2 separate regions of the Sus scrofa genome follow, and region 1 is linked to region 2. The links are chromatin contacts, called in public HiChIP or PLAC-seq maps. All regions are on one chromosome and are shown on one strand. The core of a region is the stretch at or near the end of the contact, and the rest is flanking DNA. Distances in the headings are between cores, read along the strand shown. Region 1 overlaps CRYBG1 (absent in melanoma 1 protein). Region 2 overlaps CRYBG1 (absent in melanoma 1 protein).

Region 1 (3,660 bases), core at 196-2,695, 130 kb after region 2:
AATATTTCACTATGCATACAAAGCGATGGGAAGCATACTAAAATGTTGACAGGGATATACTTTGGTAGGATTATGAGTGATTTTTCATTTTTATATTTTCCAAATAGTCTATATTGAACACACATTATCAGATAAAAATTTTATGGGGGTAGGATGAAGGGAATAAAACACCCAAAGAGTTGAATAATATTTTTTATAACCTAGCTTTTTGATATAATGTGAAAGTTATGATGAAATAAAAAATACACAGTTGATCTTTGAGGAAGTCATTTATGTATTTAAAGTTTGGGAGCACATTAAGTATTTAAAATTGTTCTAATGTTCTTCAGGCCCCAAGTTGTCTTGCGATTCTAGTTAAGTGCTCAGTAAACGTGTTAACCTCTCCCCTCTAGACTTTCTTAGCTATATCGTATTCTCATCCCTCCTGCAAAACATCCACGGAAAATACTTGGTAGTATGTTTAGAATTGTTAAAAAAAATACGTTTTTTCTTTTTTTGTCTAGGGCGGCACCCACGGCATATGGAAGTTCCCAGGCTAGGGGGTAGAATCAGAGCTTCAGCTGCAGGCCTACACCACAGCCACAGCAACATGGGATCCTCAACCCACTGAGCGAGGCCAGGGATCAAACCTGTGTGTCCTTGTGGGTACTAGTCAGGTTCATTATCACTGAGCCACAATAGGAACTCCTAAAAATAATTTTTAAAATGTTACCTATCAGAAAGACATTGGCTTTTCACAGTTTTGTAATAAATTGGTATGTTCACTTTGAAGCCTAGGTCAGTAATTTCATCTTACTGCTTTATTCTTACAGACCTGCCAAGCCTAAACATGTGGAACTAAACTTTAAAACCCCAAAGAATCTTGACAGTTTGGGAAATGAGCATAATCCATTTAGCCAGCCAGTTCACAAGGGAAACACTGCCACCAAAATCTCCTTATTTGAAAACAAGCGCGCAAACAGTAGCCCAAAGCACACTGACCTTCGAGGCCCAAGGAACCTTCCTGCCTCCTCTAATAAAACGTTTGTTGGGAGGGCGAAGCTGAATTTAGCCAAAAAAGCCAAGGAGATGGAGCAACCTGAAAAGAAAGTGATGCCAAATAGTAACCAGAACGGTGTGCTGGGAAAGGAAACCTCTGCAGAAACCAAAGTTACTCTCCCTGAAGAAGAGACTCCGGGTTCTCAGCTTAAGGCAGATGTGCAGACAGATGCCAGCTGCCCTTCTGAACCCGTGGTTACTGCTCTGATTCCCATCAAGGACACCGAGCTCTTAGAGGAAAACTCAGAGGCTGCCAATAGCAAAAGACTTGAACTTGAAAATATGACTGATGCCGCACAAGACATCCCCGCCGTTCTTGATACCAAAGATTCACCTCCAGCAGCCATACCAAAGCCACAGGATGGGTTTTCTGACTCACAGCCCCCAGCTGAGTCACCTAATAGGCTTTCTCCTTCTCTGACTGCCTGCATTCCTGTGGATGATCCTAAAGGCACATGCACTCAAGCTCCTGTAAGCAGTTTTCCGTGCACTGATCTAAAAGTGTCAGAAAACCAAAGTGGATGTCCTCTGGCTGTGTCTCATCAGGACAGTGAGAAAATGCCTCCCTCCAAACTTGCAGGAGAAGGAGAGGAAGAAACAAGCGCTGCTTTTTCCCCAGAGCACAGCCCAGAAGCTGTGGGCAGTGAGTGTCCATCCAAGGTCCTCGTCCAGGTCAGGTCCTTCATGCTCCCCGTGGAGAGCACTGAGGATGTCCGCTCCCAGATCATCCCAGATAGCTCTGAAGTGAGAGAAGCACAGTTGCCAAGCTGTCACAATAATGAACTTGAAGTGGTTTCCGTTGCAAGTTGTGCTCCCCAGAAAGAGGAAGTACAGGGCAAGAAGAGCACATCACCCAAACACATTGATGCCAAAGAGGAACACGTAGCAGAATCTGGCCCACAAGTCATGCTGCCCGAATCAGAAAAACCTCTGCCCAGCCAGGCTCAAAGTCAGGGCAATGGAAAACCCCTGGAGGCTGAATCCAACCCCACCCACTGCCCTGGCGACCAAAATCATTTAGAAACCCCCCAAAGACCTGATCAAAGTATCGTGAATGGCCAGGACAGTCCTGCCAGTCTTTTGAACATTTCTGCTGGGAGCGATGATAGTGTATTTGATTCTTCTTCTGATATGGAAAAATTCACTGAGATTATTAAAAAAATGGACAGCACTGTTTGTGTGCCCCAGAAGAAAAAGAAGCCTAGGATGCCAAACTCCCCTGCCCCTCACTTCGCCATGCCTCCTATTCACGAGGACAATTTAGAAAAAGTGTTTGATCCCAACGTGTTTACCTTTGGTTTGGGGAAGAGAAAGGAAGGCCAGCCTGAAATGTCACCGGCTTTACAATTGATGCAGAATTTTGACACAAAATCCAAACTGAGGCCCAAACGTACGTCCGCCGAACAGAGTATCCTCTTCAAATCCCTGCAAACTCACGCTAATGGGAAAGATGAGCTTCTGGTGGCCCCAGAAGCAAATGACAAAGAGAACAGGGATATCAGCAACAGTGGAATCAAGAGATCGAGGCTGGAGAAAAGTGCCCTTTTCTCAAGCATGTTATCTTCTTTACCACAAGACAAAATCTTTTCTCCCTCTGTGACATCAGTCAGTACCATGACCACATCTTTCAGCACGTCTCACAGCACTTCTCTTGCTCAGCCTTCCGTGTTAGAGCCGGTGGTTGAGGGTGCCCCACCCTGTGGTTCAGAGAAAGATCAACCAAGTCTTGCACCCAGCAGCGTCAAGGTCTTCAGTTTCAACTCATCAAATACGTCTCATTCGGGATTGAAAAGTCTGAGCTCCATGGAAAAGTACGTGCAGAAAGAGGAAACCAAAAAAGATCTGGATTCGAGAAGCCACCTACCCTTGCCAGAAACTAAATGTTCTGAATTGTCAAAACTGAAGAACAGCGATGATACGGAAAAGTCAAATCATACTGAAAGCATTCTTAAATCGAACTTGCCAAGCTATGGAAACAGTGACACAGACTTCGCGGGTCTTTTCAAATCCAGCCGGTTTGACCCAAGCATTTCTTTTTCTGGACTGTCCTTATCAGATACAACAGTAAGTAGCAACACAGTCTCGCGTATTTGGGGTATTTTATTGTCAGAGGAGAAGGGGACAGAGGAGGAGCAATTCGTGTTATTTGTTTAAGAATGGTATTGCTCACCTATGACAGTTTTTTATGCATTCATAACATTTGAAAACCTACTATGTACAAGGGACTGTCAGGGTCCAAGAAAAAAAGGTACTAAGATTCTGTTCTTAAGGCATGTGTAGTCTAGCAGGAAAAATAAGCTACAAATATTTTAAGAGACTTTTGAATTTAAATGCATTATGAAAAGTGTAGGTAAGTTACATGAGAGCTCAGAGACAGACAAGATGTTTTTTCTCCCTAATTCTGTGTGAAAATGCTCAATGCTATATCTAGAATTTTGAAGTTTTGAGGAGCAGCTTCTTTTTATCGAGAAAAGCCCCTGCCAAAGAATCTTATTCCTGACCCTTTCTCTTATACTTTGAGTTAGTTCCTCTTACTTCTCATAAGTAGCAGTAACTGTTTGTTCCATCTGGTTGAGAAAGTATTTTCTCTTTGGAATTAGTCTTCATTTGGGAATTTTTTTT
Region 2 (3,443 bases), core at 599-3,098:
GACTCACGTTAATAAGAAATGAGTCTAAACTTGCTGATCATAATGACCTATCCACTAGTATGACTAGGTCTCAAATTTGATGCTAGGTTTTCTAACACTCTCAGTAGAACAAGAAATCTTCTAAGTTGCAAAGTTCAGTCTTTAATTTAAACACAGACCCACATGGAGAATCACAATGCTTCTTTGTACTCAGATCAGAATTCTTTCTGGGACATCCTTATAAAGAGAATTCTCTGTTCTAAGGAACAATGTTATTGACAATTTCTTAAAATAGACTAACAAATTTCCTGGGAAGTGTTTCTAAAGGCCCCTAATGTTGACTTGGAATATAATTTAGTTAAAGCCATTTGGCAGGAAGCCAATAGAGTACAGTCTAGGAGTTGATATTCAAATTAATAAAATGGGCAATATGAAGTTGTAGGAATTTAAAGAATGTGTTGAACTATCAGAATTTCCATAGCAGCAAGCTTATCATTGGACTCATAAAAGCTTTGAACTCTAAATGGAAAGAAACATTTTGCTATGAATACAAGGAAGAGAGGTAAGGAAGGAAAAAGAGGCTGAGGATGGTAAATTTAAAACCTGCCTTTCATGTGCAGGAGAGATGGGCCTGGAACGTAGGGAGACTGTCCCTTCCTCTGTATTCACAGCCCACCCCCCCACCCCCGCTAACCCCACCTGGTGCTCCTATTACTAGCATCCCCTTGTGCCCTGACAATAACCTTGTTTGGATAAGTTCAAATGTCCTCCCACCATTAACCTGACTGTTCACTACAACTGCTTTTCCTAAGTTTAAACTGAAGTCCCTGCTGTTCCATTAGGAGACTGGTGAATGGCATGCATTTCTTTTCTGTGTATGTTGAAAAACTTCCCCAGAAAGTTGGAAAAATCACTGTATAGATATTTTTGCTACTTGTGTCTTTGCACTTCCTAGTGTTTCTGGGTTCTGAACTATCTTGGGACTAATGCAAGAACATTGTATGTTTTTGTATTGCACTTAAAAGTGAAGAAGAGAGGGAAAGTTTGATGCCTTTTTCTACCTTGTCCCCTCCATCCTGGCCCAGGGCCCAACTATTCTTCAAAACTTGTTGGCAATTGTTTGAGTTGGTTCCTTCCAGCTCTATTAGTGATTTAAAAGCAAACTCTCTTATAGCTTAAAAATATTTTGGAGTTCCCTTGTGGCACAAAAGGTTAAGGATCTGGCATTGTCACTGTAGCAATTCAGGTTGTTGCTGTGGTACGGGATCATTCCTATTTTTTATGTCTGTAATTGACGTTAATTGAAAATGACTCCTAGGTCTAGTAATAGCTTAATTAATTTTACCCATGAAGCCCGTTATTGTTCAAGAACAAATAGCATTAAGATGAATCATTTGTAAGATGGACCTATAAAGAAAACTGTGTTTTGATCGGACGTCTCAAAGGACAAATGTTCTACTGTTTGGAAATGCTGGGTTTTAAGGACTTGGTAACTAAGCAGAAAATATTGTAGAAATGGCCGCAGGTTCTTTGGTACTTCCTTATTAAATCACAGTGTCTGAAGCAATAGCATAATGCAATAGATTTCAACTTCTTCCTCTCCTGTCCTTCCCCTCTTTGATTTCTAGTTATGGCATAGCTTACACTGAACAAAGTACAAAAAACATTAAGAACACACCTAGTTTATGCATCCATGTAATCACAATTCAGATTAAAAATACAGAACTGGAATTCCTGCTGTGGCTCAGTGGGTTAAGAACCCGACATCGGATGCCAGTTCAGTCCCTGGCCTCGCTCAGTGGATTAAGGATCTGGTGTTACTGCAAGCTGTGGCATGGGTCACAGATGCAGCTCAAACCTGGTGTGGTTGTGGCTGTGGTGTAGGCAGGCAGCTGCAGCTCCAATTGGACCCCTAGCCCAGGAACTTCCGTATTCTGTAGCCATGGCCATAAAAAGAAAAAAAAAAAATACAGAAATCACCCAGAAAGCTTTCTTGTATAACACCTCTTCCTCCACCAACAAGAAAAAATTTACTACTCTTCTGACCTCTGTTCACCATGAATTAATTTTAATTGTTTTTATCTCTGTATCATTGGAATCATATGGTATGTGTCTGGCTTCTTTCATTCAGTATTATGTCTATAAGAGTCATCCATATTTTGTATAGCAATAGTTACTGCTGTGTAACATTCTATTATATGACTGTGTCATAGTCTATATATCCTATTGTCACTGGACCTTTGTGTTGTTTCTAGTTTTTCATTATTACGAATAAAGCTCCTATGAACATTCTTAGATGTGTCTTTTGATTAACATTTCTGTTAGATATATTCAAAATTCAAATTGCTTGGATGTAAGGCAAACATATTCCTAGTTTAGTAGATACTTCCAAACTATTTTCCAAGGTGTTTGTACCTACTTACATTCCCACCAGTAGAGTGTTAGCGTTCTGGTTGCTTGTCAGGTCTTTAATTGTCCATTTTTGTGTGTGCTGGTGGTTAACAGTGTATCTCACTGTGGTTTTAATTTGTCTTTCCCTGATGATTAATGATGTTGAACACCCTTTCATAAGCTTACTGGCCATTTGACATCCTTTTTTTTTGTGAAATGACTATTTAATATTTTACCCATTTTAGAAAACAGACTGTTTTAAAATTGACTTATAGGCATTCTTTTGTATTTTTTTATATATACCAAGAATGTGTGTACATATATACAAATATGATATTGATTTATCAATCTTTTCTTTCATAGTTCTTTTGTTTCCTGTTGTGAATATCTTTGCCTACCATATAGTAGTAGACTCATTCCCATAGCTCATTCATCTATTACTCTATAGTAGGCAACTACTATATGGTAATATAGTAATATAGTAATAGTTGCCTATCATATAGTAATAGATGAATGAGCTGTGGGAACGAGTTTTCTACATTTTATAAAGTATTTCACAGTGCCAATTATCTGTTTATAGTCCAATTACTTCTATTTGTCATGGTGTATCTATATTATTTGTATTTTCTCTTCAGTCTTATTTCATGGAAAGAAACTAAGCTCTACAAAGTTCTGATGGGTGGTTTCCCTCCATCTCTGTGTCACTGCTGTATGGGAATGTCTCCTGCCTCTGTGAGAAGGTTGGAAAACACTTAGAGGACAGCTGCCAAGTCTGGGTGAGGGTCATGTGCAGCTGAAGATAAGCAAGTGGTTCTTTCTTCACTAGTGATGAATCACCCCATCTGCCTGATTGAGCAGCCAGTACCTCCGCATGCACACACCCATACTTAGTTGTCTTCTGCAGACATCATCTTTCTTCTCTGCTATTTTTTGTCCACTCTTTCCAGAAGCACCTTTACTAGGAACCTGTACACTTTACACTTGATGTAGCTTCCGTGACCTCATATTTCTTTGGTATCTCTGAACACAGCTTGTTAATAAGTGTCTCTAAGACTGTTTACCCTTCTGTTTGT

What was found. HiChIP or PLAC-seq counts read pairs in DNA pulled down with a chosen protein or histone mark.
Region 1: a contact with region 2 is called in an H3K27ac HiChIP or PLAC-seq map of alveolar macrophages. The contact joins two enhancer-like sites. A contact is called at or near these places in 1 of 47 Hi-C or Micro-C datasets (epiblast stem cells) and 1 of 2 datasets of contacts at active chromatin or transcription factors (alveolar macrophages).

Annotation. Positions count from the first base shown.
Region 1 is chr1:72,705,241-72,708,900 of Sscrofa11.1, forward strand. CRYBG1 (absent in melanoma 1 protein) reads left to right here. Exons shown (of 22, transcript XM_021090505.1): 4 at 813-3,102. Among named protein-coding and RNA genes, the nearest start is that of RTN4IP1, 110 kb to the right of the region's middle. Within about 2 kb of position 1,446, at least 18 of the 83 cell types and tissues checked have an H3K27ac peak or open chromatin away from gene starts, as enhancers often do. A contact at or near this core is called in alveolar macrophages, where this site is marked.
Region 2 is chr1:72,575,578-72,579,020 of Sscrofa11.1, forward strand. All of the region lies in intron 1 of CRYBG1 (absent in melanoma 1 protein), which reads left to right. Among named protein-coding and RNA genes, the nearest start is that of CRYBG1, 24 kb to the left of the region's middle. Within about 2 kb of position 1,849, at least 1 of the 83 cell types and tissues checked has an H3K27ac peak or open chromatin away from gene starts, as enhancers often do. A contact at or near this core is called in alveolar macrophages, where this site is marked.